4 separate regions of the Mus musculus genome follow, and regions 2, 3 and 4 are each linked to region 1. A link is a contact called in public ChIA-PET, Hi-C and HiChIP or PLAC-seq data. All regions are on one chromosome and are shown on one strand. The core of a region is the stretch at or near the end of the contact, and the rest is flanking DNA. Distances in the headings are between cores, read along the strand shown. Region 1 holds the start of Ccdc174 (coiled-coil domain containing 174). Region 2 holds the start of 1810044D09Rik (RIKEN cDNA 1810044D09 gene). Region 3 has its middle 43 kb from the start of Lsm3. Region 4 has its middle 43 kb from the start of Gm40387.

Region 1 (7,885 bases), core at 2,072-4,571:
GTAGCTTCCCGCTCAGGAGTAACTACCTTGCTTTGTCTAGAGTCTTCTGCTCCTCAAGCTTTTGTTCCGCATCTTTCTCTGCTCGACTTGTAACACCTGCATTTTGTTTGCTCCAGATACTTGGCTTCTGCAGAATGATTCAAAAGAATAAAATAAAACCACATGGTCACAAAATAAACAACTCATATACATCAAAATCACAGAAAATCCTTACACCTCATGAATCATCAGAGAACTACTTACTCTGACAACTAATTTACAGCCTCCATCAGCATATGACAAAGCTGGAGCTGTAAACAAGTCCTAAATCACATAAAGTCCTTTTGAACATCACTGAGGTCCTTTCTCAATTGACTTTTACCCCTGACGGATTACTATACCATTCAATATTCCAATGAACATGAGCAGAATGCAAAGGAATATGGTAGATTACTACCTATAAAAAATTGCAAACTCTTACTAAACTCTTTCAGATTTTAAGTCTATTTCTAAATTTTACAGTTGTTTATCTCTGTCTGAATACAAAATACATGCTAATCTTCCATGAGAATGTAAACAATCCACTTACTAACAGCATATTAAAGACAAATATTGGAACTGGAAAGACAACTTAGCATTCTTTATGACGGCTTATTGCTCTTGCAGAGGAACTTCAGTTCCTAGCACCCAAACTGCTTGTCCTACTACCACAAATAACTCCATTTTCAGGGGATCTAAGACCCTTTTCTGGTCTCTGAAGGCACCCATGCACAGGTGACACACACATGCACACATGACATATGTATTCACACAAGTGCACATACACACAACATACATTAGTAAAATAAAAATTTTTAAAGAGTACTAAATAATCTTACTAATTTTAATATTTAACAAAATTTATGCAAATATTCAATCAGGAATTTTTTTTCCTTTAACATTTACTTATTTACAGATAACAACTAACATTTTTCAAAAACTTAAAATATAATACAATTCTCCCAATGTTTGGAATTGGTAGAGATATTTTTACCTTATTAATTGTCTTTGGTTTTCCAAAAACTCCAGAATCTTTTAGAAGTTTTTCTTGTTTGAATTCTTCTTGTTTTCGAAAGAGCTCCGCCTTAAGATCTACCAACTAGAATAAAATAAGAAAGAGAACAATATTTAACTCAATTCTGGCAGGTGACTGGATTGCTAAGCAACAGTAATTCTCCAAGGGAGATTTGAGCTTCCTGAACATGAACAAGAAACACAATGTTTGGGCTGGAGAGATGGCTCAGAGGTTAAGAGCACTGAATGCTCTTCCAGAGGTCCTGAGTCCAATTCCTGGCAACTACATGATGGTTCACAACCATCTACAATGGGCTCCAATGTGTGTCTAAAGACAGGGACAGTGTACTCACATATGTAAAATAAATAAGCAAATGGGAGAGGGGAGCTCGGGTGAAGAGAATGGGGCAGCGAGAACTCCGAGGCTGAAGTTAAAGGTCAGCAGTTAAAGAGCACAAGACTCAGGGTAGGTTCCTAGCACCCACATGGTGGCATACGACCATCCACATATTAAGTCCAGTTCCACACCAGGCATACATGTATTGCATATACAAAGGGAAAACAATTATACACAAAATTTAAAATCTTTAAAAAATGTTTTTAATGATTCCTTTTTGGTTTTTAGTGTGCATTTGTTGTTGTTGTTGTTGTTGTTGTGTGTGTGTGTGTGAGAGAGAGAGAGAGAGAGAGAGAGAGAGAGATCTCCTGGAACTGAACCTACAGTTTAGAGCCACCATGTGGGTGCTGGAAATAAACCATGGTCGTCTGAAAGAGCTGCCAGTGCTCTTAACCTATCTCTCCAGCCCCAAAAACCTTTTTTTGTTTGTTTGTTTGTTTGTTTGTTTTTAAATAACTGAGTTCAGTAATTTCTATTTGAAAGAAATCCACTTAAAGGTACTATTGGCAGGGATGTTAACAATGTAAAGGAGTTTCATTCCAGGACCCAATATTTAAAATTCTGAAGAAGAAGGAGGAGGAGGAGGAGGAGGAGGAGGAGGAAGAGGAGGATTTTAACTTTGTAAATGTATCAATTACCTAGCTATATATCTTTCTATTCTACAACTACATCTGAATCACAAAATGACCAATCAATTCCGGGACTTCGTTTGTGTTATAATTATTAAAAACATTATCCTCCAGACAAGTTAACTTTGGTTTGGTTTTTAAAGACAGGGTCTCACTGTGTAGCTCTGGCTATACTGGAACTATGTAGCTCAGGCTGGCCTCTGACTTACAGTGGCCTCTGTCCACTTGTCTCTGACACTTATGTGCTAAAGTTAAGCGCATGCGCATATACTTCCTGATTAATTCAGTTTGCAAGCACTGAATCCAAGCAAACATGATTACTAAGACCAATTTTTCTATATTAAAAAACAAATTCCAACAAAAAATTTGATACATTAGATGTTTTGAACAATCAGAAAAGGCACCATTTTGCAGTCAATCAAACTGAGCCTGGCTTCTCACACAACAAATCTGTGTGTACATTGAGGAAAACGGGATTCACCTTTGGGTGTCAACTTCATTATCCATTAAGAGTGACAATTAATACCACCTACACTCAAAAGCACTTCTGAGGACTCGATGGCAGCACACATATGAAGCACGGACACAAAATGTGTACAGTGTTTACAAGTTTTCTGCTGAGAGTGGTTAAGTTAGCAAAACTCCTTACATCCTGTCAGACCTTACTGGCCCGGGTACCCCATCCCACAAGGCACTAGCTAACTTGTCTGGATCCTGCTGGGGGGGACCCTGGGAGCCCTGGGAAGACAAATCATATCCCAGTGCTCGAGAAGGGCTTTGGACTAGTGGAGAACCCAGGAAGGGCTCGTCCTCCAAGTCCCTGCGGACAGAGAGCCGGCTGTGGCGGCGGCTGACCCGCAGGATGCGCCCTGAGATCCCTGGGAGGATGGCGTCCGAGACCCGCCTGGGTTCGAGGGGAACGGAGCCCAGGCGCCTGGCGGAGCCGAGTTCAGGATCCTGTGAGTAAGGAAGCTGAGGAGGGTCTCTGCGGGGAAAGGGTCGGTCAGGATCCTTGTCAGATGGGCAGTCCAGGCCCCTGACTTGCGTGGGACAACAACTAGGTCACCATTCTCGACTGAGACAGGCGGAGGGAACGCGGAGCACGGAGCTAAGCCACACTTGTACTCACCGAGGAGGCTGTAACGTCCAAAGGCTTTTTCTTTCGGTCCATCGTCCCGCCAAGGCGTCCAGTCCCAAGACGCAGCCTCCCTGTGGCCTCAGTCAGACCCTACGAGTCCGCCACCCCCACCCGGCAGCAGAACCGGAAGTGTCTTTGATAGGGACGCTGAGTTTGCGTCATTTTGCGACTTGGATTTACGACCTCGGCGCCATCTTGAAAGCGTCAGTATGAGGTCCCTAGTCGCTACGTCGTCATTTTGAGAAGGTCAGAGGGTTGGAATTGATCGCAATTGGCCATCTTGAAGAGAGCAGAAAGTGAGGTGAAAATGACTAGTATTGTCGCCGTCTAGAGAAGGAAGGAAGATAGCTTTCATTGCAACACACACTATATTGACTGGAGAGTCTTAGATGATGGAAAAGAATAGCAGCGTATGAAGAGAGCTAAGTAAACTCCTGTCTCCAACATGAAAACAAAAGGAATTTAATGAAACTGGTAGTGGTGGGAATTATTGTTTAAGAATGGGCTATGAGAAACACTCGTTTTATGTTGGTTTTTTTTTTTTGGTGTTTTGTGATTTGTTTTGTTGGTTTTGTTTGTTGTTTTGCTTTTTAGGCTTTTTTTTTTTTTTTTTTTGAGATGGGGTCTTACTGTACAGCCACCTGGCCTCAAACTCTCTATGTAGACTTGGCTAGCCTCAAATTTGCAACAGCCCTCCTGCCTCTGCCCCCTAAATGCTAGGATTACATGTGTGAGCCACTATGCCCAACAGAATATTTGAATTTTAACTATTCATTCATACATTCATTTGGGGGTCACTGGGTACTCCTGGCTGCCTGGAACTTGCTTTGTAGACCATGCTAGCCTTGTACTCAAAGATACCTGCTTACCTCTTCCTCCCTTATGCTGGGATTGAAGCTGTGTGCCACCACAACCAGCCCCCAGAATACTCTAATTTTGAAATTACTATTTGAATTGCTAAAGAATTAAAAGAATTTTGACCTGGGATTTAGGACAAAATTTCCAACAATTTCTGAAATGGCCCTAAACATGAATTTGCTGTATCTTTGCAAAGCAGTGTTCTCCACATTGATGATGATAAAGTCAAAACAATCAACTCTGAAAAGCACTGAAGATGCTCTGTGACCTACAGTATCAAATGTTTAGCCAATATTTAATTCCTTTTGTTGAAACAAGCACATTCATGTCATTAGGATACAAATTGTTTTTCATCTTTAATAAATGGTGAATATATATATATATATATATATATATATATATACATATACATATGTGTGTGTGTGTGTGTGCGCCAAATTGTTTTAAAGTAATTTTTAAAGTATCCATATATACCTCAAGTCATGAAAATAATACTGGGTAAAAAGAAGTTGTAAGTGAAATAATTTTAAGATATCCTCCCCCCCCCCCGCCCCCTGCAGTTGGGAGGCAGATGCAGGCGAATTTCTGAGTTCAAGGCCAGCCTGATCTACAGCATAAGTTCCAGGACAGCCAGGGCTACACAGAGAAACCCTGTCTCAAAAAATCAGAAAAAAAAAGAAAGAAAGAAAGAAAGAAAGAAAGAAAGAAAGAAAGGAAGGAAGAAAGATATCCTTCCCTAGAAGACTGTATGGCATTATTACAGTCTTACTTTGTCTGTAGAATGCCTGTGGGGAATCTGTAGTTATCTCCTGATTGGCTATGTTAGCTTACACCATAGAAGTTCTCACAGAGTGGCACCCCACTAATGAGAAACCTCCCAAGACAAAGGCATTACTAGAAAAGGATAGGATATAGCTCAGTATTGTAGCACATACTTAGCATGTGCCTGAACCTGGGTTCCATCCTTGGCACTGGGGAGAAATAGAAATAAGCCATTGAGTCTCCTTTGTTTCCCCAGCTGTTACACAGAATGTGATATTGGCCAGAATACTGTCCTGGCAGACCCACACATTCTCATACATCCTGTTTCTAAAAGATCTTTTTCCTTTGATGCCTTCCCAGCAGCTGAGTCTGTCTGGAATTGCTTTTGTCTATCCAGTCCCAACAGTGCAGCTGCAACCCAGTACCCTTTTCCAGGGTGCTGTCTGCTAAACCACATCTTGAATTGTACTGGGTTGGCCTGATGCTGCTTGTATTCTAAGGCTAATATTGGGCCCTCAAGTCTGGTTGTCCCAGAGATGGGAGAGTCAGCATATAGAAATTAAGTGATCCTGTCCCCAAGTTATTTCTCATTGTCAAATAAAGATACCAACAGCCATTAGTTGGGCAGAAGAGACATGGGTGGGGTTTAGGTTTTCCAGACTTGAGGCTGGAGAAGAAGATGAAGGGAAGAAGGTGGAGGAGGAGGAAAGAGAAGCTGCTATGGTTTAGAAGTCAAGAGAGTGTGGCCCTGAGGGCTGGCCAATTGGAGTTAAGGGCAGCCCAGAAACATAGTAAACAATAACTCAGGGTTATGGATAGTGAAGTAGATTCTAATATCATAGAGGGTCATATCTGCCCAGCTCTTGTGTTGTTTAAGGCTTATTGTAAATATAAAGGTTTTTTTTTAATCCAGAAACTAAATGATCTAAGGTGGAATGGGTAGAAACCCCAAGTTGGGATTAAATAAATTTCTACAACATGAATCAGAGTCTCTCTCTGGCTGGCTGAGCACACAAGAGATTTGACACCATGAGATGAAAATGACCCTGAACGAAACATGGTCCAGCTGCATACATAGCAGAGGATGGCTTTATCTAGTATCAATGGGAGAGAAGGCCCTTGGTCCTGTGAAGGCTCGATACCCCAATGTAGGAAAGGGTTGGGGTGATGAGCGAGGAGTGGGGGGGCACCCTCATAGAAGCAGGGGGAGGTGAATGGGATGGGGGGTCGTGGAGGGGAAACTGGGAAAGCATATAACATTTGAAATGTAAATAAATAAAATATCCAATTAAAAAAATCTACCAGAGCCGAGCAGTGGTGGCACATACCTTTAATCCCAGCACTTGGGAGGCAGAGGCAGGCAGATTTCTGAGTTCGAGGCCAACCTGGTCTACAGAGTGAGTTCCAGGACAACCAGGGCTATACAGAAAAACCCTGTCTTGGGGGTGGGGGGTGGGGGTGGGAATCTACCAGAAATTTAGAAATTACATTAAATGTTTTAAATCATAAAACAAGAAGAGAGGGCTGGTGAGATGGCTCAGCAGGTAAGAGCACCCGACTGCTCTTCCAAAGGTCCTTAGTTCAAATCCCAGCAACCACATGGTGGCTCACAACCATCTGTAACAAGATCTGATTCCCTCTTCTGGTGTGTCTGAAGACAGCTACAGTGTACTTACATATAATAAATAAATAAATCTTTAAAAAAAAAAAACAAGAAGAGAAACTGGCTTTGTATTCGTTGATGTTATTGATTGTTGTGACCAAATATCTGACAAGAGTAATTCAGGGGAAGAAGGCTTATCTTGGCTTATAGTTTGAAGGGATAGAGTCTATCGCAGAGGGGAGGGTATGGTGGTAGGTTGCTCTATCCCACAACTCCAAGCTCCATCCAAACTGGGACCCTTCACTTCCTTGACCAGCTGGAAGGGTTGAAGCTATTCTAGGGGCACTGTGCCCCTCACTTTGGCTGTCAGATGACTGAAGCAATGGATCCTCAGAAACTGTAATTTCCCCAGTGAAACTCATGCTGGAAGAAGAAAAGAGCTTGACTGGGGCTAGAGAGAGAGCTCGGTAGTTAAGAGCACTAAATGTGCTTCCAGAGGACCTGGGTTTGATTCCCAGAACCCATACAGCAGCTCCCAACTATCTGTAACCCTAATTCCAGAGAATCTGAAATGCTCTTCTGACCTCTGCAAGGCACCAGTCCTGCATGTGGTTATATAGACATAAATGCAGGAGAAATACCCATAGACATGAAATTTTTAAAAAACTAAATGAAAAAGCCTAAAGCTTGGGCTAGCTAAGCCAGAAGCCGTTCTCCTGGGAAAAGGTTTACAGGCCACCCTGCAAGAGCGTAGAACTGAGACAAGGATGGGAGGGCTATGCCTTGACCAGGACTACTTAGCAATGCATAACCCTGGCCCTCTACGTAATCCGTACCTTACCTCAACAGTCCAAAGCCACACCTGAGTCACTGGACCTCAGTCTTTCTCAGTGTAGCCACATTGAACAAAATCTCCCTTTTCTTCTTCTATTAATTTTACTCTTTTAGTTGGCTTTTCAAGGATGAGTGGTTGCACCTGGCTTGTTGGGGCACAGGGTGTGATCCTAAATCCAGTAACAACATGCTGGTGGAATTGAAAGTTAAAAGTGGAGGGGAAGTAGATCCCAGATTAAAATAAAAATGACACAAAGCCCTCCTCACGGTGATCCACTTCCTCCAGTGAGGCTACCTGCCCTAAAGTTGTCATGACTTTCTGAAACACACTATCAGCAAGGGACCAAGTGTTCAATCACAGGAGAGTATGTGGGACATTTTATATTCAAGCTACAACCAGACTGCATATGGAAACAGCTGTGTGCACATCCCTCAGAGCTGTAGGTGACAACAGTCTGTATGGTGACACTGCATACTTGACAGTGAGTCTCACGGCTGCTGGGCCCCAGGGGTGTGCTGTGGGTGGCAGGTGGATTCTCTTTTTCCTTTTCATTCCTGTGGGATATGTACTGTCTATGAAATCTTCTATTGGTTTTAAATTAAGTGGGGAGAGAGAGAAGACATCTAAAACA
Region 2 (7,885 bases), core at 2,350-4,849, 440 kb after region 1:
GGATCCTCCTGGGGGAAGGTCAGACTGCCTTTCTCTGTCCCCACCCACTTGTCTAGCGTTCCATTAAAGTTTCTGGGGTTAGGGTAGGTGGTCTTCAGTAAATGATCTCTGTCACCTGAAGTAGAAATTTCTGGCTTCTTAACAACTCAGCTGTGTCATGTGATACTTTTCTGAAAGTTGTCCTGTGAGAGGGCTTGTGATGTTTTGCTGAGAAAAAAAAAAACACTTCAGAGGGCCAAGAATATAAATAGAACCCTGCAAACAGACCATCTAGAGACTGCCATATCCAGGGATCCATCCCATAATCAGCTTCCAAACGCTGACACCATTGCATACACTAGCAAGATTTTGCTGAAAGGACCCAGATATGGCTGTCTCTTGTGAGACTATGCCGGGGCCTGGCAAACACAGAAGTGGATGCTCACAGTCAGCTATTGGATGGATCACAGGGCCCTCAATGGAGGATCTAGAGAAAGTACCCAAGGAGCTGAAGGGATCTGCAATCCTATAGGTGGAACAACAATATGAACTAACCAATTACGCCCCCCCCCCACCCAGCTCGTGTCTCTAGCTGCATATGAATCAGAAGATGGCCTAGTTGGCCATCAGTGGAAAGAGAGGCCCATTGGTCGTGCAAACTTTATATGCCTCAGTACAGGGGAATGCCAGGGCCAAGAAGTGGGAGTCGGTGGGTGGGGGAGTGTGTGGGGGGAGCGTGTTGGGGACTTTTGGGATAGCATTGGAAATGTAAAAGAAATAAATACCCCCCCCCCCAAAAAAAAAAGAACCCTGCAAACAGAGGACACTCTTGCACTGCTACACCATGCAGTGCTTTGCTTCTTCACTGGTCTTCATAGCTGATCTTCACCAGAGAGAAATGCACCAAAGAACTTCTTATGGTATTCCAGCCAATGTCTGCTTCTGCTGAGTCATGCCAATTTGGTGGAGCCTTGCTGTTTCTTTTGAATCATGCTGCTCCTACTGATTCGTGTTTGGTGTTTGCTATTGAACTGAACTGCTGACAATGAAGAGTGGAATCTCCCCCAATGAACAACTTCTAAACAGATCCACAACACTCTTCCTATTAACCTTCTTTTCCCCTACTGTTGGTCGGTGGGTTAGAAGAGAGATTGAAGCATTTAAGAACCCTAAATAAAGTAGGTTTTGAAAAAAATCTAAACCTACAATCACCACCAGATAACTCCAGGTCAGGCTAGCCTGCTTTTGTCAAGGCTGAGTTCATAAGAATGAGAATTGCAAGGCCCCAGTAGCAGATCTGTGGGATTCCTCTGTAATGCAACCAACTGCCATCCTGTCTACAAAGTAGAATGCATGTGCATGAGTCCTGGGAACTAATGTAGCATAAAGCTTGGGAAAGACTCATCTGGACACTGGAATACTTGTGTTTTCTCTCCTAATGCTGCCCCCTCTGACCATCTGCTTCTCGCGTCTCTTGTTTTTGCTCCATTTTGGGTCCTTCCATCAACCTGGTCATACCAGGACCCCATGGCTAGAACCAACAGCTGCAGTATCTCACAGTGATCAAGAGATGGGTGTTTGAAGCTGATGCCCCACTGATGGTGGCTGGGTGAGGCTGGAAGGGGCTGAGGAATGGAGTGGAGCTGAGAATGGCTTCATGCAGGTGATGATCTCTGATGAGCAGAATCTATAGGGCCCATGTTTTACCTTCCAGGACCTGGTGCTGAGCAGGGAATGAATAAATGAACACAAACTGGGTGAATGAACTGTGAACACACATCTCCTCAGCAGAATGGAGGGGCCCCCACCCAGTCTGAGGCATAGAAACCGAGCCACACAGGGGAAATGTACAGACTCCTCCTAAGAGTCTCTGTAACTTTTATGCTCACACTTGCCTACACTTGTGTTGGGGGAGAAGTGAGGTGGTATGTGTGACTGTGGATTCGACTACAGGGCCTGGCTTATGGGAGGCAAAGCTCTACCACTGGGCTGTATCATTAGCTCTTGAGGGTTTGGGTTTTGTTTGTTTTGAGAAAGCGTCTCACTCTAGCCCAGGCTACATGAAAACTTGTGTCCTTTCTGTCTGTCGGTTCCCAGGGCCTCCTGATGGTCTGCATCACTGACCCCCAGGCTGTGAGGATTGAGAGATGCCCAGGAACTTTAGAAACACACATACCTGACTGTGTCCGATATAATGGTATTTTCCAGGGGTGTCCATTCACATCTCGACATCGTGATTGACAGTATGTACAGATGTGTTGGATAATACTCATAGCTCCTGTTATGCCTGTGGGCCCTGAGTTACAGGCTATATACAACTACTTAGGGTGATATTTCACATGGTGATTGTCAAATGGCAGAACTAGTAAAAGTAGGCCTACTTGTTAAAGTAAGTGACTTGTATGGGTATGTTTTGATCATGGTCCCTTCCTTCTCTCTGCTTTCTGTCCACCTTAAGACAAGTCACTCTGCTCACCAGCCACCACGATGGTTTGCCTCATCACAGGACCAGCCATAAGGGAGCTGGAGCCCTTGGACAGAAACCTGAAGCATGAGTCCAGGTGTGATTGTGGGGATTTTGGGAAGAGGGATAGTGGATGTACATCCAGAGGCAGTGAGGTCCCAGATGCCTCCTCTGTAGTGAGGGGGTCAAGCAGAAGAGCTCTCGAACCTGACAGATTTGTGAGCTGTCCTTGCTCAGCAGTCATGAGCACATCTCTGTGCCAAGAACTGAAGGGATAGCTGGAGCCCTCAGGCCACAGGGACTCAGGACACATGTGACTCCTGACAGTTGACCACTAACGTGGTCTGGCAGCCGCATCATTCCCCAGAAAATGAGTGTAGACAAACATCATCCAAACAGTAGTTTAATGTCCCAGGACCTTCCTGACCCTTTCAGCTGCTTCCTGAGATGAACAGGAATCACAGGGTAGAGGAGACACAGCACACTTCACGGGATACCAAAGACAGAGGAGAGAGGTGTGGATAGTCAACCCATGTGAACTCAAGTTGGTCTGGTGTCCCCTGGGTCTGCTCCCTCCCATGCAAGACAGGGAGCCTATGCGTGTGAAGGAGAAACAGCTGCGGCAGCGGGCGATCGCGGCGATCAGGGAGGCACATTCCCGCAGTGACTGACAGTTTTCTGTTTAGCACAGTCCCTGCGCACTGTAAGAAAGCGGAAGAGATGAGGGATCTGAGGATAGCCTCGGGATTAGTAACAAGCAGCAACCACTAGACCTGGCAGTGGATATGTGAACCCCATCACGTGCTACTGATAAGGAAACTAAACAACACCTGGAGTCAAGCCTCCCGCATCAGGAGGAAGACGAACTCGGGGGTGGGGGTGGGGTGCGGCGGGGAGGAGGCTATTTCTGAAGCCTATGAGAGCTGTTTCTGCCATGGCAGAAATATGCCTGCTCGCTTTCCCTTTCCATTTGATACTTAGTACCATGATGTTCCTTGGAAGTTATTTTTCACACATGTTCATCTATTGGGCAGTGTTCCTTTTCCAGATCTCAGGCAGAAGTCAGTGAAACATCTCAGCGTAAAGAGCCGCGGGAGCAGTCAGCACCGAAGGAGGAAGGGTCGGAAGACGGTTCTCAGGGACCAAGGCAAGGAAAGCGGCTCAAACTGATGACGCTACTGGCCAGCGCCTCAGGATGACGTCATGTAACCGCGCCGTCGCCGCTACTGCACTGGAGGCTCCGCCCAGCTTCTCCATTGCTAGCGCTTCAGTCTAGCAGGAAGGTCCCGTGCAGCTACCTTGGCATTCTAGCTGTCGGTTCATATTCGGGTGGAACTGGCCGTTTGAACACTCTTGAGAACTGTATTCTCATATCCGTAGCCCATCACTTGACTTCTAGGTATTCATTTTTTGAGTCTTTGTATATTCTAGACATTAACCCTGTCCTGTTCAGCTAGCAAGGTACTGCACGGTCCAAACTCGCCCTCCCGGGCGACCAGCTCATAATGACCTCCCGCCCTCAGTCTTATCGCTCATTTTTTTGTGGGGTGAGTGAGCAGGCCCCGTAGCACTAACTCCTGGAACCAGAGTATGTGGAACCACATGAGAGTGAGCTCGAAAACTGTAAAACAGTTGGTTTTACATCTATGATACATCTTTTAGTATGTTTAAGAGCTAATCCCATCCATTTGTAATTTTGATTGTAAACTTTGGATAAGATTTTTTCCAGAAGAAACACTGACATTTGCTTTGTGATTGAGTGAGTGTTCGCTGAGAGAACAGGTATTCAGCACGAACTCCTTTTTTTTTTTTAATCAAACATTTAATATCCTTTAAAATTCTTCAAGATATATCAACAGCCTATTTTATGTATAAAGATAAAGGAGGAAAGCAATGTATGTAATTAATGTGAAATTAAGACAACTTTCCTGAATATATATATACTATCTCAAATCAATAATAAAGATGAGTACTGCTTTTTTGCCTGTTAAGGAAAGTCATCTTATTGAAAAAACAAACAGCTGAAACGAAGTTTTCTCATGACACAAATGGACTAATTATACAGGTCTCAAAAATGTTTTAAAAAGTACCCTAAGAAGAAAATTTTCTCATTGGACTACACAGAAGCCATCATCTGTGGTGGGGGTGTATATGGAGGGATGTGTGGCAGCTGTTAGGGCTGGCAGCCTCTCCTGAAAACATCTAGAGATTTAATCTGACTCCTTTCATAACTTGCCCAGGACTGTGCCACGCCTGAAGGAATATAAACTCCTGTACAGCACTTGTTAAGTCATGGACTCAGTGTGGGTGTCCATCATTGGATGAATGGCAAAACAGCACAAACACACAGACCTAACTCCCCAGGGCACACACCCAACCATTCTCTCAGTCTGATTCTAGTATCCTGTCCCTCATATCTATTCTCTAAGACTGATCCCTAGTTTAAGTCAATTGAGGTCTGTTTTATGGTAGTGGTGCCTCTCCTATCTGGTGAGACTCCTGGTACCTCCCGTGAGTTTGCAGTAGACTCAAAGGTCCTCTCCCTATGCATGACAGGAGCCCCCCACCCCATCCATCCTCACATGCAGATTTGGTTTATAGGTGTTATTGGTTGTGTTTCCCATGATTTCCAAATTGTGAATTGTGCAGCTTCCAAACTGCAAGTCAGATCTAAATGTGAACTTAAAAGAAGTCAAAAATAAATTTGGAAAAAGGGGCTGGGTGTGGAGGTCAGTGGTGTAGTGTTTGTCTAGTGCATAGCGAAGCCCTGGATTCTATTCCTGAAAATAAAAGGGACAAAGAAGGAACTGGGGAGGAAGAAATGGAACCAAGTCACCAACCTTGTGGTCTGCAGCAAAAACAAGGTCCACATGTAGATTTGTAACACTAGCTGTGTACCCCGGAAAGAAGAAAGATCTGGTGCCAGTAATTTAAACTTCCTCCTGAGAATATTAGAAATCAAACAGTAAAGTAATAGAAAGAAACCGAGGAAAATCATTTAAAAACTGGAAACAGAATTTCAACAGCGAAAAAATGGGAATCAATTTTAGGTTCCTAAAAGGACAACACATCAAAATGCTGCGAGAGGGATTACCACTGTTGATAACATGACTTTCTAGGAATATGCTTAGAATGCTTCCAAGACTGCTAATAATGGGCCAGCACTGGCTGACCCTTACAGTATTTTATATGTAAACAATAAAAATGCATGTATTCCTTCAAAAATAGCATTTGTTCCAATGTATTGTCTTTTTGTATAGACTAGGACATTTCCTTAAAATACTGAGTGTACAAACTCTAATATTTAAACTGGAAAAAAGTGCGTTCTTTTAGAAAGTTTTGGGAGAAAATTGTCTTAGCTGTTTATTTCTATATTGTTAAGAATTTTCTACTTAATGATTAGATGGCAAATGCAAATAAATAATTAGTACCTATTAAACAGTCATAAGTCAAGTAATATCAGAGGATTCTGTTGGGCAATGTGGAACATAAGATATACATATATATCTTAGTCATAATGTTTTAACAAAAAGTGGCAGTGGGGCAGTATTATTCTCTGGAAGACTTTCAATGAAACTGTATTGATTTTTCTTTTAGAATAGTTAAAGAAAGCATTTGTAAATTAACTGCATTGTATTTTTGCTCTCTTTGTAAACTTTTAATTAAAAGTTAATTGTTAAAGGCTTAGATGAAGCTGATCAATTCCTTCAGGCACTAAAACTACCAGAGGAGAAATAGAGAGTATAATGGAATTATATCACTGGGAAAATTGAATGAATGAATAATGTGAAAAAAAAAACAACCAAAACAACCTATCACCAAATGGCTTCTCTAATGAATTTTACCAAACATTTAAAGAAGCAGCACTGTCAGTGTGTTACCAACTTTTTCAGAAGATAAAGGCAGAGAGAAGCCCTGCTCATTTTGAGAAGGAATCACCCTGACAGTGAAACCAGAGAAGACTCCAAACCTTGAGCAAGTGTGAGTCACTCCAGGTGTTTAAACCAGCTGGAAGGTGAAAATCGACTAATAGAGTCCATCTCAGAAGCTCAAGGAAGAGACATAGAATTGTTATCAACTGATGCCGAAACAGCATTTGGTAAAATCCAGGACCAATTTGTGAGAAAACAAGCAATAGAGGAACACTACCCCAGCCTGCCAAAGAACACTTAGGAAACTCCGGAGAGCCAATGCCACGGTAAACAAGTAGAAGCCCAGGGCCTTCGCTGAAGGAAGGTCATGGATGTGGTGAGTTGTCCCTCCTTACAGGCCAAGCTCCTCCTACTCAGCGCCAAGCTGGAATCTTGTCTAGTGCAATAACTAATTTTCTTTCATTTTCCCTTCCTTCCTTCCTTCCTTCCTTCCTTCCTTCCTTCCTTCCTTCCTTCCTTCTTTCCTTCCTTCCTTCCTTTCCTCCCTCCCTCCCTCCCTCCCTTTCGACCTCTCTCCCTCCCTCCCTCCCTCCCTCCCTCCCTCCCTCCCTCCCTCCCTCCCTCCCTTCCTTCCATTAGTTTTTCTAAACATGCCACAACACAATTGTGGAAATCAATTGTGTAAGACAAGTTGTAAGAATCCAATCTTTCCTTCTAGTCTCTCTCTTGGGATCAAGCCCAGGTCATCACGCTTTACCTGCTGGGCCATCTCATTGGCCCTATAACATTAAATGGGAGAAATACTGAAAAGAAATGAAAGGAATGTTGGTGGGAAAGGAAGAGATAAAACTGCCCATTTGCAAGTACCTTTTTCAGAAGGAGAGCTCCAGATGGTTAATAACCCTTCTCCCACTTATAGCCAATCGAAAAACAAGACTGTCATATCGAGGCCGACAGAGAAGAGCCAACTGCTTCTCCACTTCAGTAGAACACTGAGATTGGAGACACAAACTGAAAAGCATCTTTATCAGCACAAAGACACATTTTGGTCCCGCTCAGAGAAACATGTGCACAGCATCAGACTGAAGACATAGGCAACACTGATGGGAAGACATGGAAAGAAGTTCAAGTTCCTCTGACATCACTTCTCTGACTTGGTCATTCCAAAGTCCACCCAGAATGCAAAAGAACCCCTGCAGTCAGGCTCAGTGCCGGGGAAGAGTCCAGGCTAAATCTTCCTGGGTTCCACCCTCACTGCAGTCTACAGTAACTACCAACACCGTGTTTTGAAGAGAGAACAAGCAAGCAGAACAGAACAGAGAGCTCAGAAAGTGACCTGTACCCAGCCAGGGCTGGTCTTTGCTAAAAGAGCAGAAACAACCAAAGGAGAAGGGAGTTTTTCAGATTTCAGAACTGGAAGAATCAACATTCTTACCTAAAAAAAAAAAAATGAATGTAGATGCGCTGACCTGCAAACTTTCACAAAAACTAATGATAAATTTAACATTCGAAGGCCTGAATGTCAAAAACTACAAGATTTCTAAAATGATGACATGAGGGAAAATCTAGG
Region 3 (7,885 bases), core at 2,023-4,522, 320 kb after region 1:
GGGGACAGTGAGCAGGAGGCTGGCATTGCCGCTTCCCTGGGTCCCTGTACTAGTCTACCCTCAGCTTATCTCCTCTGCCCCTGCCCATGGCAGGGCTCACCTCTTATCACTCATTTCCAGTCCTAGACCCCACTTTTGTGTCATTTCAGACACAAAACCAAAATCCCTCGCGGGGTGTGAAGTGTTGGAGATTGATCAAGACTTTGAAGGATGAGTAAGTGATTGGGAGAGTGAATGAACTCTAACTCTGTGTCTCTCATTGCCAGAGCATAAGCTAATCTGTGAAACAACTTTTAAGACACTTTCGTCAGAGGATGCACAAGGAATACAAGGTGGTTGTCATCGTCATCGATTCTGTCTCTATCTCTGTCTGTATCTCTGTCTCTGTCTCTTTCTGTCTCTGTCTATATCTCTTTCTGTCTCTGTCTGTATCTCTTTCTGTCTCTGTCTCTTTTTCTGTCTCTATATGTCTCTGTCTGTCCCTTTTTGTCTCTCTATCTCTCCCCCCTCCACCCCCACAGCCCCTTTTTGGAGTCAGGGTTTCTCTGTGTAACCCTAGCTGTCCTGGAACTCACTCTGTAGACCAGGCTGGCGTCAGACTCAGAGATTCCTTGTCCCTGCCTCTCAAGGGATTAAAGGCATGTGCCACCACTGCCCAGCCATCACTGATTCTCTTAATTAAGCTAGGGTTACAGTGCCAAGTAATTTCCACATGTAGTGGCTCACCATCGTTATGTACCACAACAGCCTAAAGTTCAGTCACTTAGAACCAGAGTGCCAGCTCACAGTTCTGCTGATGGCAGTGTAGGCCAGACTCCATAGACAAGGCGAGAAAGAGATCCCACATCTTAATGAGGAGGTATCACTAAGGAGCATGGAAGGGGAGAGGCGGGAAATTGAAGTGATGTCATCCTCAACGAGACAAGAGTCAGGTCTAGTTTGACAAATGGGGAGGCTGAGCTATAAAGAAAAAGAGACTTACTCAAGAAGCTGATAAATATTAGAACTGAAATTTAAACCTCAGAGTTTATTTACATTCTCTGTAGCCCCTCAGGCTGACAAACTCGTAATCTTCCTGACTCAGCTTGAGCATTGGAATCAGAGGTGAGTGCTGCCATGCCTGCCTCAAACCTGAGGTCATGACTCTCCAGTAAGCTCGTGTGCTGGAGCCTCAGGACACACTGTCCACACATAGACTAGTCTAAGCTAAGGGAGCAAGTTTCTCAAGACTCTGGCTCTCTTCATCATCATGGCTATTGTGTATCTGTGATATACAGGGACTCTCTATGAATGTTTGTTTCTTTCTTCCAGAAACCCTAGAAGGTGCTGTTGTCCTTAGCACTCGGCACCTGTCGGAGGTTGATCTCAGCATCTCTCCACTACAACAGGTAGCAAATCTGTTGCTGCGCAAGCCCCTTGTATAAAGTATAAAATTCAGGGTGTTAGGGTGCAGTCCACGCATGTCCTCCCATAGAGTCAGTGTCCCCGGTAATGGCACTTCCATTAACACCCTCCACATATGACTGTTGTCCCATGAGGTCATGTCACCTAGTGAGCTGGCCATCTGCATGAGGACAAACCACGATGATCACACAACAGAACTCTGCCAGCACATCCCAAATGTGTCACTGATATTAGAGTGGCTGTGCTTTGAGCCATTAAGACAGTGTGAGTGCTATTATAGTGCTGTGACCATATACCCAACCCCAGGGGACAATGTGGGGATGGGGGAAGGCTATACTTGTTTAGTACTAAACAACATTTTTTTTTCTAGGTGTAACCCAGCTCAGTCTCAAACCAATAATATAGCCCAGGCTGGCCTCAAGACTGCATAGCCATCCTCCTGTCTTAGCCTCAGGAATGTTGGGATTGCAGGTGAGAACCAGGTCTGCCCAGCCAGGTGCACTTCTCTCTGGCACATGTTTGATTTCCATTTGGTTGACTCTGTAGGCGTAAAGAGGGAAGGCTAGGTGTATAGATGAACAGTTTCCCCCATAGCGTGAGTGAGGATGTGAAATCTCTTGAGGGACCTGGGGGTGAATTTTGGTGGTCAACTGCTTGCCTGGCACACACAAGGCCTCGGACTTAATCCCTAGCACTATGAGAACATCAAAAGAAAAAAATCCATGATGGTGGGCACTGTTGTTCTCATTTTGGTTTCCCCCTTAGTTAGGATAATGTCTGATGTACTGTTCACATTCTCTTTCCAAATATCTCTCAAGTAACTGAGCAGACAGAGGCCAAAGTCACGCAAAGTGGAACTAGACCCAGGTGCCTGCTCCTTCCCCATAGTGGGACAACCTCATTATGGAGTCTGATAAAAAAATAAATGAATGATTGGTGGCACGCATCTTTCCTGAGGTGCCACCACCCAACCTACTATGAGTTCCTTGTGATCACCTAGCACAGTGGAAAGAACCCTGGGCAGCAGCCAAGGGCCCAGGTATGCTGTCTTTGGTTGATGTATAATCCTGGCCAAGTCAGCCAAGGGAGGCCCTGCTTTCTTCATCTGAAATGCTTGGCGGTGAATCCCCAGCCATGTCCCTAGCCTGTATCAGGGTAAGATTCACTAGAAACTTGGGACATGTTTCTCTGCTAAACTCATTGGCTCCACTGGCTGTGCCATGGTCTGGGCTCTGTGTCCGGAGAACCCTGAACCTTCCATATGTATTTTCCACACCTATCCTTGCAAGGGCACATAGGTGTCTAAGCTTTGTCTGAGAGTCTTTTGGCCTGACAACCTAGCTCAGGATAAGAAGAGATTGAGAACATTGTCAAACTACAGCCATTCAAAGAAATAAAGCAAACCCAGGATGGCTTGTAGAGCACTGGTGGGTTGTAAGATGGATTGGCTACTTTGGAAAGCATGGCAGTTTCTTAAGAGATTAAATGTCCCCCTCATGTGGTCTGACTTTTCTGCTTCTTTAGTGTTTATCAAGAGAAAAAAGTCTAACGGTGAGTGGTGGTACATGCCCGCCACCATCCCAGTACATCAGATGTTGGAGGCAGAAATTGGAGGTTCAATATTATTCTTAGCTAGGTGACAAATACAAGGCCAGCCTGGGCTACATAAGACCCTGTCACAGGGAGAAAAAAAAAAGAGCTGACATAAAGACTTCAACACATTAGGTTTATAGTGACTTTATCTTCAAAAGCACAGAACCCCAAAGAACTCAAGTGTCTCTCAGCTGGTGAAAGCAAGACAGATGGCGGCGTGCACAGTGCAGATGCCACGGATCACGTCAGCAAGAGAAATGAATGAGCTCAATGCACACAGCATGAGTAAACCCCACAGTGGTTAGACACTTGCCTAATATGACATTTTGGTCAATGACTAACCATGTATATGACAATGGTTCCATTCAAATCCTGTATGCTGTGTGGAAAATGCCAGAAGAAGAAACTGCATACTATTTGATTCTATTTACATGAAATGCTAAACCATGCAAACTAATGAAGGATGGTGCTTGGGGGAGCTGGGGATGGAGTGGGTAGGGACAGACCACAATAGAGCATGAGGAGTTTGCTAGGGGTGATGGGCACATCTGTCAACATGAGTGGCAGGATCTTAATAAAACATGTCTCCAAGGGGAGATGCTTGGGCTGGTGACCGAGCCCAAGTGAATCTGTAGGGAAATGCAGGCTCAGCACTGTTTAAAACACCTCAGCACAGAGAAGAAGAGAAGCTTCCAGATTCCTTACATGAAGCCAGCATAACTCGGGCACCAAAAAGCCTGGCAGGACTGTTGCATTTGTGAGCAAGAGGCTTTGTGTGCACCACACTCAGGGTTGTTACTAAGTCCGCAGCCTGTAGCTGACCTGCAGCTGTCTCCCCCTCATACATTACAATGGATGTTCCTGAAGAGCTCTGTGGCTGTGATTAAAGAGAGACTGACATCACTGAGTTCAAGGCCAGCCTGGGCTTCATAGCAAGACCCTGCCTTAAAAATTTAATAAATAACAAAGGTTCATTGGTAGAGCAGTTGCCTAACCTACTTGACACACTGGGTTAGATTCCTAAGCCCACTGGGGGAGGGGGATGCAGGGAGTGAGCCAGAGAGATGGCCCAGCAGTTAAAATATTTGGCTCAGCAGTTAAAATATTTGCTATGTATGCAAGAGGACCCATGTAAATACCAGACGGCCCTCCACAAATTCTAACACTGGAGATGGGCTCCCTGGAGCAAGCTGCTAGTGAGACTAGCCATATCAGCAAGCTCTAGTTTAATTGAAAGGTTCTACCTCAAAGAGTAAGGTAAAGAGTGGTTGAGGAAGATGTACAACATCAACTTTGGACCTCCACATGCATGTGCATATACATGCTCCCACACACATGTGAACACACACACTACATACCACATATACATATGAGATGAAGAAAAAGGGAGGGAAAGGTAGTTCCTTTCTTTTTAAAAATTACTGTATTATTGTTTAAGACAGGCTCTTACTGTGTAACCCTGACTGGCCTGAAATTCTCTATGTAGCCCAGGCTCAGATTAAAGGTATGCACCACCATGCCACTCCTGCCCGTCCCCCTTTTAAATTTACATATTCTTTCTATTATACAAGGGACCTTTTGTGTATTGTAGAATGACCATCTTGTCTAAGTAAATATTCCTATTGCTTTTCATGATCTATATCTAAACCTCTCTCGTTCTACAAAATAAAAGAATTAAGGGAGATGTCCTCCCACCCCCAAATCTATCTACTGTAAGAAATTTCAGACCACTCAGGTTAAATGAAGCAGCTATAAAAAACAGTTTTGGATCCTGGCTAGTTTCTTAGGAATTTAGTTACAATTTGGCTTTCAAAATTCTGCACTCACATCCTCAGACGTACCTTTCCATTTTTGTAGCCCTATAAGAAACCAGTGAGAGATGAGAACTGCTCGTAACTGTAAAGAACAAACAGGCTGGAGAGCCCCGGCACACCTGGGTTAACACAGATGAAGCAGGGTGAGGGGGTGTGTGCCTGGTGTTCCAACATTGCAAGGTGGAGGCAGACAGATCAGTTTAAGGGTGTTCTTGACTATATAGTAACTTTGAGCCAGCCTAGGCTACATGAGACTCTGTTTTAAAAAAAAAAAAGGCAAGAGAGGCTACACAGACACCCACAGACACATTTTAAGTTGTCTTGGGTGCCACACAGGCTCTGAATCTGGATGGAAGACTGTAGGGCATAGGAGGGAATTGACAGTCTAGTTGGTAGCAAACACTTAGAACAGACATAAATGGAGAGGTTCACAAGATGGCATCCTGCTCAACATCCTAACATCAGGACATGCTGAAGGCAAAAATGAGTACCCGTGTGTAACCAGCAATGCCCTAGGAGCAGGGGTCAAAATGTCTACAAGGAAGCCGGGTGGTGGTGGTGGTGCACGCCTTTAATCCCAGCACTCAGGAAGCAAAGGAAGGTAGATCTCTGAGTTCAAAGCCAGCCTGGTCTATAGAGTGAGTTCCAGGACAGCCAGGGCTACACAGAGAAACTCTGTCTCAAAAAACAAAAAACAAAAGTGAAAAAAAAAAAAGTCTGCAAGGACAAGGTACATCTCAGAAGGGCCAGCATACCTCAATACATCTCAGTGTACAGGAGCTGCCTACTCTAGTAACAAGGGAACCCTTCCAGTGACCACAATCCCCACCAGGATCTCCTGCCTCTGACCTAACTCTGACCTTAGTGAGCATTGCATGTCTGGTACCCTGGCTAAGCACATTTGAGAGCATGATCAGTTAGCCTCCATCATTTTCAGGGAGCATCTGCTTACTATATAGTAAGTTTGAGCCAGCCTAGGCTACATGAGACTCACTCTGTCCTTTCCCCATCAGTGGGTGTGAATGTGGTGACTTACTGTATACTGGACAATCAGAACTGCAGCGCACCTTATGCCACCTCAACCCACTGTCTGAAAGTAAATTCTGCCTCCAGACACAGTAGCACCACTTAGAGCTAGAATTGTTGGATTGTTAGATTCATTTGTTGTGAGTTGTTTCCCTTTTCTATATGTGAACAGTAAGCTATAGGCATAAATTTTTCTGAACCTACTTTAATAGAGATTCAACTTTCCTACCCATCAGAGGTAGTGGAAGACCAAAGTTATTAGAAGTAGACCTGTTTAGAAACAGGGGTGAGTCCAATTTTGGTTGTCAGGACATCAGCAGTTCAGTCCAGTAGCAAACACCAATACGAATCAACAGCTACAGTCAAGTTCTTCCAGCTGTCACCACGCATGAACCAGCGAGGGCAGTTCAATCCAGAAGAAGCCACAAGGCTTACCAACTAACTGGGGTCCACAGAAGCAGCAAGAAGCTGCAGGAACCTCATAAGAAGTTCTTTGGGGAGTTTATCTCTAAGGAGTCACCACAAGTGGAGCTCAGCAATGCAACACAATGTAAGGCAAACCAATACATGTGTTGTTAGCGGAGAATAACTAGGTGGAACAAAACAAACAAATGTCTCTGTCTGTCGGTGGGGTCATATTTATATCACACATCCTTTCACGTGTCTGCTACAACAAAACATCCTTTCACCTATGTCTACTTCAAATAAAACATTCTTTTACATGTCTTCTTTAATAAAATATCCTTGCACCTATGTCTACTTCAAAAAAACATCATTTAACATAACTAACTTTCCAAAAAAAGAACCAAAAGTTTCTACTTCAATAAGCCATGCATTCAATACCTGACTCTCTGCCCCTCTGTGACATGTAAGTCATGTTTAAGACACCAGTCATTCTGTCTGCCTCCAACAAGTGTGTAGATTCATGGGGAAAATGAATTAAACCAAACGATGAGGAAGAATAAAATACAAGCCGGGCGTGGTGGCGCACGCCTTTAGTCCCAGCACTTGGGAGGCAGAGGCAGGCGGATTTCTGAGTTCGAGGCCAGCCTGGTCTACAAAGTGAGTTCCAGGACAACCAGGGCTATACAGAGAAACCCTGTCTTGAAAAACCAAAAACCAAAAATAAATAAATAAATAAGAATAAAATACAGACAATACCATAGACCCAAGAACATTATCTCTTTTTGCCACAAAAAAAAAAAAAAAAGAAAGAAAAAAAGAAAAAGAAAACAGAAAAAAAGTCCTTTTTTTAGGCTGGAGAGATGGTTCAATGGTTAAGAACACTTGCTGCTCTTATAGAAGACCCAGGTTTGGTTTCTAGCACACCAGGCTGCTCACAGCTGCCTATAACTCCAGTTCTGAGGGATCCAACACCCTCTTCTGGCTTCTGCTGGCATGACATGCATGTGATGCATATTCAGACAAACACACACACACACACACACACACACACACACACACGTAAATAAAAATGAAAACATACAATACTAATATTAAAATTGGGTTCTCTGGAGCTGAGAAAATAGCCTAGTAAAGCACTTTTAAAGACCTGAGTTCCCACCACCACATCCAGTCCCATCTACAATAGCTAGGCACAGTGACGTACATTTGTAGTACTAGCCCTGGAAAGGTGGGCACTGGAAAATCCCTCAGGCTCACTGGCCGTCCAGCCAGCATAGCTTACTTAGCCTGTTCCAGGCCAATGAGAGGCCCTATCTAGAAGAAAAGTGGAGTTCATCTGAAGAGTGATACCCAAGGGTTGACCTCTGTTTCATTTGCAGGAACACACAAATACATACATGCACCTCACACACATGTGGCCACACACAGGAACATGTGAATACACATTGACACACAGAGAGCAGGTGAAGTAGGAAGAAGCTTGCTCTGAAGCATGGAGAGTGCTGGTGGGTGAGCCTCTATTGTCTCCTCTGGGAGGTCTAACTAAATGTGGTCTGGGCAGTGTGCACAGCTGGCAGCTGGGACGTACATTCGCTTCTCCTGTGTTCTTGCTTTAAGATATTTGGTGTTGTCTTTGGTTCTGG
Region 4 (7,885 bases), core at 3,522-6,021, 260 kb after region 1:
CCTCAGACTTCTCCAAAGAGGCTTTGCACTGTGATATAAAACCATGGCTGCCATCCCTCCACCTGCAGTCCTCAGACTCTGTAGGGCACCTCTGTCTTGGCTTCTATGGCCAGTGGTCTGAGGTCCTGAAGGGGACCCCACCTTGGACCTCTTCAAGCTCATGGGTGGAGAGCTGGAGAAAGGCCCCAGGAATGTGCCACTAACCCTCAGCTCTGTCTGGAATTTCACAGTGACATTCAGAAGTCACTAAACTTAGCACCAGGACCTGTGGCCTCTGGGTAGCCCAGGCATGCCAGAGGTTAGGCATGAATTATGGTGAGCTGACAGGAAAGAATGGCATAGGCTATGGGGCTCTGAAGACCTATCGAACCCGGGTCAGCAGGCAAGGTCTGGAGAGGCAGTCCTGAACTACTGGGGCTTGTGGGATGTCCTTTTCTGTTCCCCGGTGCCCAGAGAAGCAGTCTCCTGCTGAAAGATCTTGGGGTGGGATGATTTTTGCTTGGTCACTTACTCCACAAATATTTACCTAGCATCTACTATACATCAGGAATCTGGTCCCTTGGAACACAGAGGACCAATTACCTGCAACAGTCTCATTCTCTGGAGTTTAGACCCCTCTGGGGGAGATACCTGGGTTGAGAGAAAGGCTGTGTGGGAGATGACAAGTGGAAGCAGGGGATCTTCCTGGAGCAGGAGGTGCCTGCTAAAGGCTTAAGAGGAAAGTTGGGGAACCCAGTTTGTAAGAGGGAGGAGGGTGTGACCTCCAGGGCAGGCCTAAGGTAGTCTGGGAAAAGAAGAGACATTCTCTGATGTCCAGTAGAGCTGCTTCCCTGGCTACAGTGGTGCCATTTTGACATTTTGCTTAGTTCTTGGAGACTAAGTTACTCAGAAGTAAGAGGCCATATTTGGGGATGGGACAGATTTGTGCTGGACAGATTTGGGCAAACTGGACAGGTTTGACTCCTCTTGATGTGTGATGCTGGCAAGCTAGACCACCTCTCTGATCCTTCATTTCTTTCTTCTGTAGAGAGGTGATTATTAGAACTTGCTGGGGTGGCAATGAGAAGAAAATTGGGATACCTACGTGAGAAGTTGGCTGCAGGACCTCAGGCCAAGCAGTTCCCTTACTAAGAGAGTGAGTCCCACAGGGCCTGCAGCCTGTCCTGAGTCATCTATGAGCACAGGCCCCACTCCAGCATCTCCACCCAGAGACTGGCCTGATGTGGCAATGCACCTGTTGGGCCAGGAGGCTTCAGTACAGCCCCTGATTTGTAAACTGGGAGGTGGCAAGGGCAGGGTGGCTTGGGTGCCAAGATGGAACAAACCATCCTGCCCTGTCCAGCTTCCTAGGGGACAAAGAGAAGGTCGTTCCATTGAGAGGAGCAGCTGTTGGTGACAGGGCCCAAGTGCTGGCCTGGTGCTCTCTCTCTCTCTCTCCCACGTGGGTGTGGCCCTGCAGGCTGCCAGCTCTGTGATGGACAGACTGGCTCTCTGTACCTTCCTCCTAAGGAGTGGCCCTCACCACTGCCCCACACTGCCAGGCTGTCTCATGAGCTGGCAGACTGGAATCCATGCTCCCAGAGACCCTCTGTTGTCCTACTGGATGCTCGCCTTTGGGGGATGGGGACACTGACTCCACATGCCTGGCATCTGCCTCTGTCACCAGGCTCCGGAAGTGCTGCCTGAGATTCGTCACACATTCCCGTAGGCCACTGCATCTTTATTTTTAGGATTTATTGAGCACTTCCATGTGGTCCAGGGTCGTCTCAAGTGTCCTCCTCTCCAGGCAACCTGGGTGGTTGATATCTCTTGGGATCATAGAGAGGGAGATAGACATTCAATGTGGCTGCCTGAGGCCGCAGGGCTGCAAGGGGTGGGTTAGGAATGGAATCTGTCCCTTGGCGCTTAAGCGCCCTGAAGTCAGGAAGGGCTCAAACCTGCCAGGTCCCTGTCTGGCAGAGGAGAAGACAGCTGGGTGGAAAGACAGTCACCAGCCAATAAGAGGCAGAGCCCAGGTTTGACCCACTCCTGTAAACTGAGTCTCCCGACTATGTAGAAAATCAGCGCAGCTGTCCTTAGGCCCAGGCAAACCTTGGCAAGGGATGGAACCTTGTGGGTGTCCCGACCTGGTTATCAGAGATGTTGTTGGCCAGGCTGCCCAGGGGCTACTTTCAAGCAAGTCCAAATGGGCACAGCCATCCCTTCTGCTCATTGTTGACTGTACTAACTGGCCAATCACAGCCCCATCTCCCTGGCCACAGGAATCTGCATAATCTAAATTAGGCTCACTGGTCCCAACACTGGATTTAAAAAAAAAAAAAAAAAAAAACAAAACCTAGGACTTGAAGGCCAAGTTCTGAGACCATAAACGGGAAACTCGGGCCAAAGGTAAAAATGTCTCCATGTTAGAAAATGCAATGAGAAAATACCTCCATTAAGGTTGCTTGCAGAGCATCTGGAATCCTAATGATTGAGAGGCTGACACCAGGGTGATGGCGAGTTCCAGGCCAGCCTAGGCTATGCAGGGAGACCCTGCCTCAGAGAAAGAGAAAGTAACATTCCTTTGTAAGTCCCAGTAAATCTGATCACTGATGGCTTAGTAAGTGAACTCACACTTTTCTCATATGGTCAGAGGTGAAAACAACATAACCACAGGCATTGCCGCGCTCAATGATGTCACGGGGTGGGTCTTGTGATTTCTTCCTTCCTCACAAGGCTCTAAGACAGCTGCCTGGGCTCCAGCCATCGTATCTACATTCAAGGGAGGACGAAAGAGAGGAGGCCTAGACCAACTGTGTTTGTCTTTGTTTTTAATGTAATTTTTTTCCCAAGGTTTACTTATTTTATTTTGTGTGTGAGTGTTTTGCACACATGTGTGCCCCCCCCCCAATGTGTGCCTGGTGCCCTTGGAAGTCAGAAGTCAATGGGCCCCCTGGAACTGGAGTTATGGATGGTCATGGCTCACTGTGTAAACTCAGATCTTCTGCAAGAGCAACAAGCATTCTTGACCAATGAGCCGTCTCTCTCTCTCTCTCTCTCTCTCTCTCTCTCTCTGTCATGAGAACAAAACAGTATATTCACAGCAAGATTGTGTGAAGTCACATTGTAATGTGTTTGAACTGTTTCTGGAACAGGAGAAATGTACAATCAATAGAGTTTTGTTTGTTTGTTTGTTTTATTTCCAGATTGCAGTTTCTCCTCCCTCCTTTCCTCCCAGCCCCTCCCCTACTTATCCCCCATGCACCCCTCCTTGATTTCTCTTCAGAACAGACCCAGCATCCCTGGATAGCAACCATTCAGAGCATATCAGGCTGCAGTAAGCCTGGGCACCTCTTTTCCTATTAAGGCTGGGCTAGTTTTATTTTAAATGTTATACAAAGCATTTTGTGGGTGTGTATGAATGCGCACATGTATGCCATGTCAGTTCTCTCCTTCCACTGTGGACCTTGGGGCTTAAACTCAGGTTGTAAGGTTTAGTGGCAAGCCCTTTACCATCTAAGCCATGCACTGGGCCCCCATCCTTTTGTTTTTGTTCATTTTAAAAACATGTGCATTGAGGAAACAAAACCAGGGAAGCAAAACCCAAAATGATCTGGCCCCACAGGCAGCTCAGCTCCATGTTATCTTCTAGACGCCAGTCACTGTATATGGTTCCACGGAGCCATCCGACTGGGCTTGCCCACACAGTGACTGCTCACCAGCTCCAAATCTACATTGCAGGAGTGTTTGGATGGCCAAGAGCATACCAGGCCATTTCCATTAAGATAGTCATTTAATGTTATTGTCATCTCAGGAAATGTTGGGGGGGGGGGAAGATAAACAAAAACAGAAACAACATCAAAATCCCAGAATCCCTCAGGCCCAACACTGGCCCGCTTCTTCCATGTCTCAGGCCAGACATCCCAGGCCTCTGGAGCAGAACTGGGCAAGGGTAGGGTGATAGACAGCACCACAGACAGATGGTCTTTGTTTTCTCCCCACAGAGACAGGTGGCCCTCACCACTGCAACTGATAGTTCCCAGAAATGCCGCAGGGCCGCCCGAGATTGCCCAAGCCTAGCTAAGGGCCTCCTGACGCCCTCTCTAGTGTCACAAACACCCAATTCAAGCTCAAGAGCCCACGATGGTCACCCTGTCAGTAAAGTCGCCTCTGCCGGCCAGAAACGTGGGCAATGTCTTCATCTACACCTGGCTCTCATCATCCGGGACCTCTATCCCGGACACCTATCTCAGAAACATCCACTTGTGTCAGCCAGGCAGGCAGGTTGACTGCTATACTGAAACCCCAGATCTCAGGGCTTAACACAGACCCAATGAATGCTGGCAGCCACTGTTTCACACAGTCAGCCAGCAACCCTGGCTCCTCTCAGCTCAACCAGGAGGCCTCTCGGGCACTGAAATAAACTTGTGCATTGTAGGGCAGGCTTTTAATGGCCTGGTCAGGAAGTGCCTTTCATCACTTCTGTTCACATTCTATAGGTCAGACTAAATCGCATAGCCCTGCCCCACTGCAGAGGAGTCTGGGAAATGTAGTTCCACAGCCAGCAGGCACGGGAACTAGGTTCACACAAGGCTTTGTCTCTCACAATCGCAGACCCACATGCGGCTTGCTTTTGTTTTCCGGCTGATAGCCTGGTCCTGCCGAGGCTCTTCAGGGAGCAGCTGGAGAGACGATATCCAAGATCCAGATCTCATTGTAGCATCCCTCCTCGGCTTTAGTCCGATGACCCTTACCTCAAGGATTCCCTGGGGTCATCAGCTTGTCGGACAGTGCCCTTTCCAGCCAGACCAATCCTGTGTGTGCTGGCAGCTACTCACCTCCCGCTGGAGACATGCTCGCTTCCTGAGAAGTCTCCCTGCTTTTCAGCTTAGTCAGCACCCAATTTAAAGTAATCTGGCCCTGGGTGCCCTTTGAAAGAAGGATGTGACTGAGGCACAGGGTCGAATTTGGGGTTTTTTTAAAGAGACTCAAATTCAGGTTAGTGTCCCATTTCTTTGCTTGTTTTCATTTCGAAACAGGGTCTCCAGGCTGTCTTCAAGCTTGCAGGGGTTTTCCTGCCTTGCCTTCCTACGTACATTCTAGTAATGCCCAGAAACTGTCATTGTGAATCTCAATGCCAGGATGAAGCATGGGATACAGCTGGAACCAGTGAGGCAGCAGCAATGGGGACTCGGTGGCCTGAGTAACCGCCTGGCTGCTGCCCAGGCAGCCGGCTGTAGAAGAGCTTGCCCAGCGCTCCTGATCCTCAGCTTAGTGGTCCCGGATCTGAAGCAGGGGCATCACAGCCAGCAGCCTGTGTGGGGTGTGCAGTGGGAAGATCAGCTGGGCACAAATTCAGAGGCACCCATTGTTCACACTCCACGTCTGTCTGGAGCAATCTCTGAGAACTACAAAGCACCCCCTCTTTAGTGTACACTAAGCCCCTATGTGCATGACCCGGGGAAAACTGAGGTCCAGAGGCAGAAGTATATGGCCTGCAATGCCCTTCCCATGCTTCATGTCCTTGTTATAGAGCCTGGGCAGAACGGCTGCCATCTTCATCTGACCAGCGGCATCCGAGTGCAGAACTCCTTCATGATGGGTCTATGGACTGTCAGTGTTCCCTCAGAGAAGGGGTTTGTGGGTCATCAAACTTCACATTAGATTCCAGCTGCTCCCCCCACAGCCGTTGGTGTGTAGTGTTGCCACGACTGTGGCCTCTGGGTATCCAGAGGTGCTGGAGCAGAAAGGCTGTGGGCGGTTAGCTGAAGTAGACTCCATCTATAAAGAAGTCATCATCCATGCTGGGTGAGGTTTTTCAGTGTGACTATTTGGGGTCTCCCATATCCTTGTAAGTCACCCCTCACCCACATTCTATAAGAAAGTCCAATACATTCATTACTTTCCCCAGGAAGAACTTGGATTGTGCTTTGGTTAACTGTCTTATGAAGCTCTACAAGGAGGGGCCACACCTCATCACATCTCACTTGTGTTACAACGCTCCCTCATGTCCCTTCTTTGTCCTCTTCCAAGACCAGCACTGCCCATACTGGTGCTCAGCAGGGTGCCAGCCTTGAATATGCTCTGGCTGTGTGGCACTGGGCAAGCCTGTTCAGCTGCCCATATCCCCATTTTATGTTGTGTTGATGCACTCTCCCTTGAAGCAGGATACCTTTTACACAGCACCCAGCGCCTTGGTTAGTACATTCCAGCTTGTGTTGGGTAAATCAGCATATTGGGAAGTCTCAGGCAGCACCCTGGAAAGCCCATCAGATAGTGGTTAGTCTGGAGCTTCAAGCAGAGGCAGAGTGGGCACTGGGGAGTCACGCACGGATGATGGTACAGGAGCAGGGGAATGCCTGGCTGGAAGGGAGTGTCTCAGGGCTGGTTCTGGTTTTACCTTGTTTATCTGGATTAAGGCCTTGGCTCCATTTGAGACACAGGGAGGAGGCTGCCAACAGAAGGGGGCCCCCAGTTAAACCCTGAAACAATAGCTTCTCCCTGGCCTTTGTGGAGCAGGATTCCTGCTGTCTAAACCACCCTACTTCCTGCTCCCAACCTGCTAGGAGTTACAGGAGGCACCTTTATCCCCTGTTTTTTAGCTAGGGGAAAATGTTCATTTACCCCAGCCTTGGACCAGCACAGACTCATAGTCCTGGCAGGCTTACCGAGGGGAGCAAAGTCCAGGCCTCTCTGTTGCCTTAGGTATTCAAACCTGACACAGGCATTGTCAAATCCAAATGTTCAGATTCAAAGGTTTAAGGGTAATTCTGAAATTGACTTTCCTCCATGGCCGAGAGCCAACCTTAAAAGAGAAGTCTGTCTGTCCACACTCTTGGTGAGGACTTTTTCCTTGCTGAGCCAATCCTCTCCAGCTCCACCCATTGTCCTTATGCAATGGGTGAGGATAATGCTTGTTCCCCCAGGGGAAGCCAGATGACCAGTTCAGGGAAGTATAGGCCTCCTCACCTGAGTGCCCATATTTTCTCCCTTTGTTTTTCTTTTCTCCTGCAGAGAATGAAACCTAGAGCCCTGGCCCAGGCTAGGCAAGTGCCACACCCCTAGTGCCTGAAGTCAAGTTTTAAAGTGCTGCACACAGTAAACTTGATTTGCCAAAACATCCACCACCACCACTATCACCACCACCATCATCACCACCATCACCACCATCACTATCACCACCATCACCACCACCACCACCACCACCACCACCATCATCACCACCACCACCATCACCACCACCACCATCATCACCACCACCACCATCACCACCACCACCATCACCACCATCACCACCACCACCATCACCACCATCACCACCATCACCATCACCACCATCACCACCAATAACCAACACCACCACAACAGAACCCCCAAATTTTTGTGGAGGTAGGAAACAGATGTGGCATCTATGGGGGATTTTCTAGAATCAACAGAATGAGAACAACTATTTGGGTCAGAAGGATGACAAGCAGGTAAAGGTGCTTGCCCCACACAAGCTGGGGACCTGAATTCAATCCTCAGAATCCACATAGAGGAAGAAGAAAGAACTGTCTTCACCCGTGTACCCCCTCATCACAAAAGTTTAAGTTTGGTTGGTTGGTTGGTTGGTTTTGTTTTTAAAAATCAAATTTCTAGCCAGTCAATGGTGGCACCTGTTCTTAATCCCAGCATTTGGGAGGCAGAGTCAGGTGGATCTCTGTGAGTTCGAGGCCAGCCTGCTCTATAGAGCGAGTTGCAAGACAGCCAGTGGTACACAGAGAAACCCTGTCTTGAAAAAAAACAAAACCAAACAAAATCAAGTTTCTAAAACATGATCCGAAGTTGGTAATTTAGAAAGACTATTTTTTTCTTAATCTGTATGGCTTTAGAGTTGCAGGCTTCCAACATCTTAAAAGTTATTATT

Evidence for each region. A called contact is a pair of places that touch in the nucleus more often than the background predicts. ChIA-PET counts read pairs in DNA pulled down with a chosen protein or histone mark. HiChIP or PLAC-seq counts read pairs in DNA pulled down with a chosen protein or histone mark.
Region 2: a contact with region 1 is called in a Hi-C map of muscle stem cells, with 4 times the contacts expected there. The contact joins the promoter of 1810044D09Rik here to the promoter of Ccdc174 in region 1. A contact is called at or near these places in 1 of 39 promoter capture datasets (pre-B cells), 5 of 484 Hi-C or Micro-C datasets (CD4 T cells, Th1 cells, muscle stem cells and 2 more), 4 of 115 datasets of contacts at active chromatin or transcription factors (bone marrow-derived macrophages, embryonic stem cells, extraembryonic endoderm stem cells and 1 more) and 3 of 9 other capture datasets (embryonic stem cells, liver and macrophages).
Region 3: a contact with region 1 is called in a FOXA1 HiChIP or PLAC-seq map of pancreatic cancer cells. The contact joins the enhancer-like site here to the promoter of Ccdc174 in region 1. A contact is called at or near these places in 4 of 39 promoter capture datasets (cranial neural crest, hippocampal neurons, neural stem cells and 1 more), 3 of 484 Hi-C or Micro-C datasets (cerebral cortex, liver and nephron progenitors), 12 of 115 datasets of contacts at active chromatin or transcription factors (the SCID.adh cell line, T-cell acute lymphoblastic leukemia, bone marrow-derived macrophages and 4 more) and 1 of 9 other capture datasets (pancreatic islet).
Region 4: a contact with region 1 is called in an RNA polymerase II ChIA-PET map of memory CD8 T cells, with 5 read pairs. The contact joins the enhancer-like site here to the promoter of Ccdc174 in region 1. A contact is called at or near these places in 2 of 484 Hi-C or Micro-C datasets (nephron progenitors and regulatory T cells) and 5 of 115 datasets of contacts at active chromatin or transcription factors (bone marrow-derived macrophages, embryonic stem cells, large pre-B cells and 2 more).

What each region holds. Positions count from the first base shown.
Region 1 is chr6:91,873,489-91,881,373 of GRCm38.p6, reverse strand. It overlaps Ccdc174 (coiled-coil domain containing 174), which reads right to left and starts at 3,321. Exons shown (of 11, transcript NM_172730.2): 1 at 3,188-3,321; 2 at 1,013-1,117; 3 at 27-127. The coding sequence starts at 3,229.
Region 2 is chr6:91,436,701-91,444,585 of GRCm38.p6, reverse strand. It overlaps 1810044D09Rik (RIKEN cDNA 1810044D09 gene), which reads right to left and starts at 3,599. Exons shown (of 2, transcript NR_038153.1): 1 at 3,428-3,599; 2 at 2,831-3,144. It overlaps 4930471M09Rik (RIKEN cDNA 4930471M09 gene), which reads left to right and starts at 3,732. Exons shown (of 3, transcript NR_045980.1): 1 at 3,732-4,225.
Region 3 is chr6:91,554,943-91,562,827 of GRCm38.p6, reverse strand. No RefSeq gene overlaps it. Among named protein-coding and RNA genes, the nearest start is that of Lsm3, 43 kb to the right of the region's middle. Within about 2 kb of position 3,272, at least 27 of the 459 cell types and tissues checked have an H3K27ac peak or open chromatin away from gene starts, as enhancers often do. A contact at or near this core is called in pancreatic cancer cells, where this site is marked.
Region 4 is chr6:91,614,012-91,621,896 of GRCm38.p6, reverse strand. No RefSeq gene overlaps it. Among named protein-coding and RNA genes, the nearest start is that of Gm40387, 43 kb to the left of the region's middle. Within about 2 kb of position 4,771, at least 283 of the 459 cell types and tissues checked have an H3K27ac peak or open chromatin away from gene starts, as enhancers often do. A contact at or near this core is called in bone marrow-derived macrophages, memory CD8 T cells, nephron progenitors and 2 more, where this site is marked.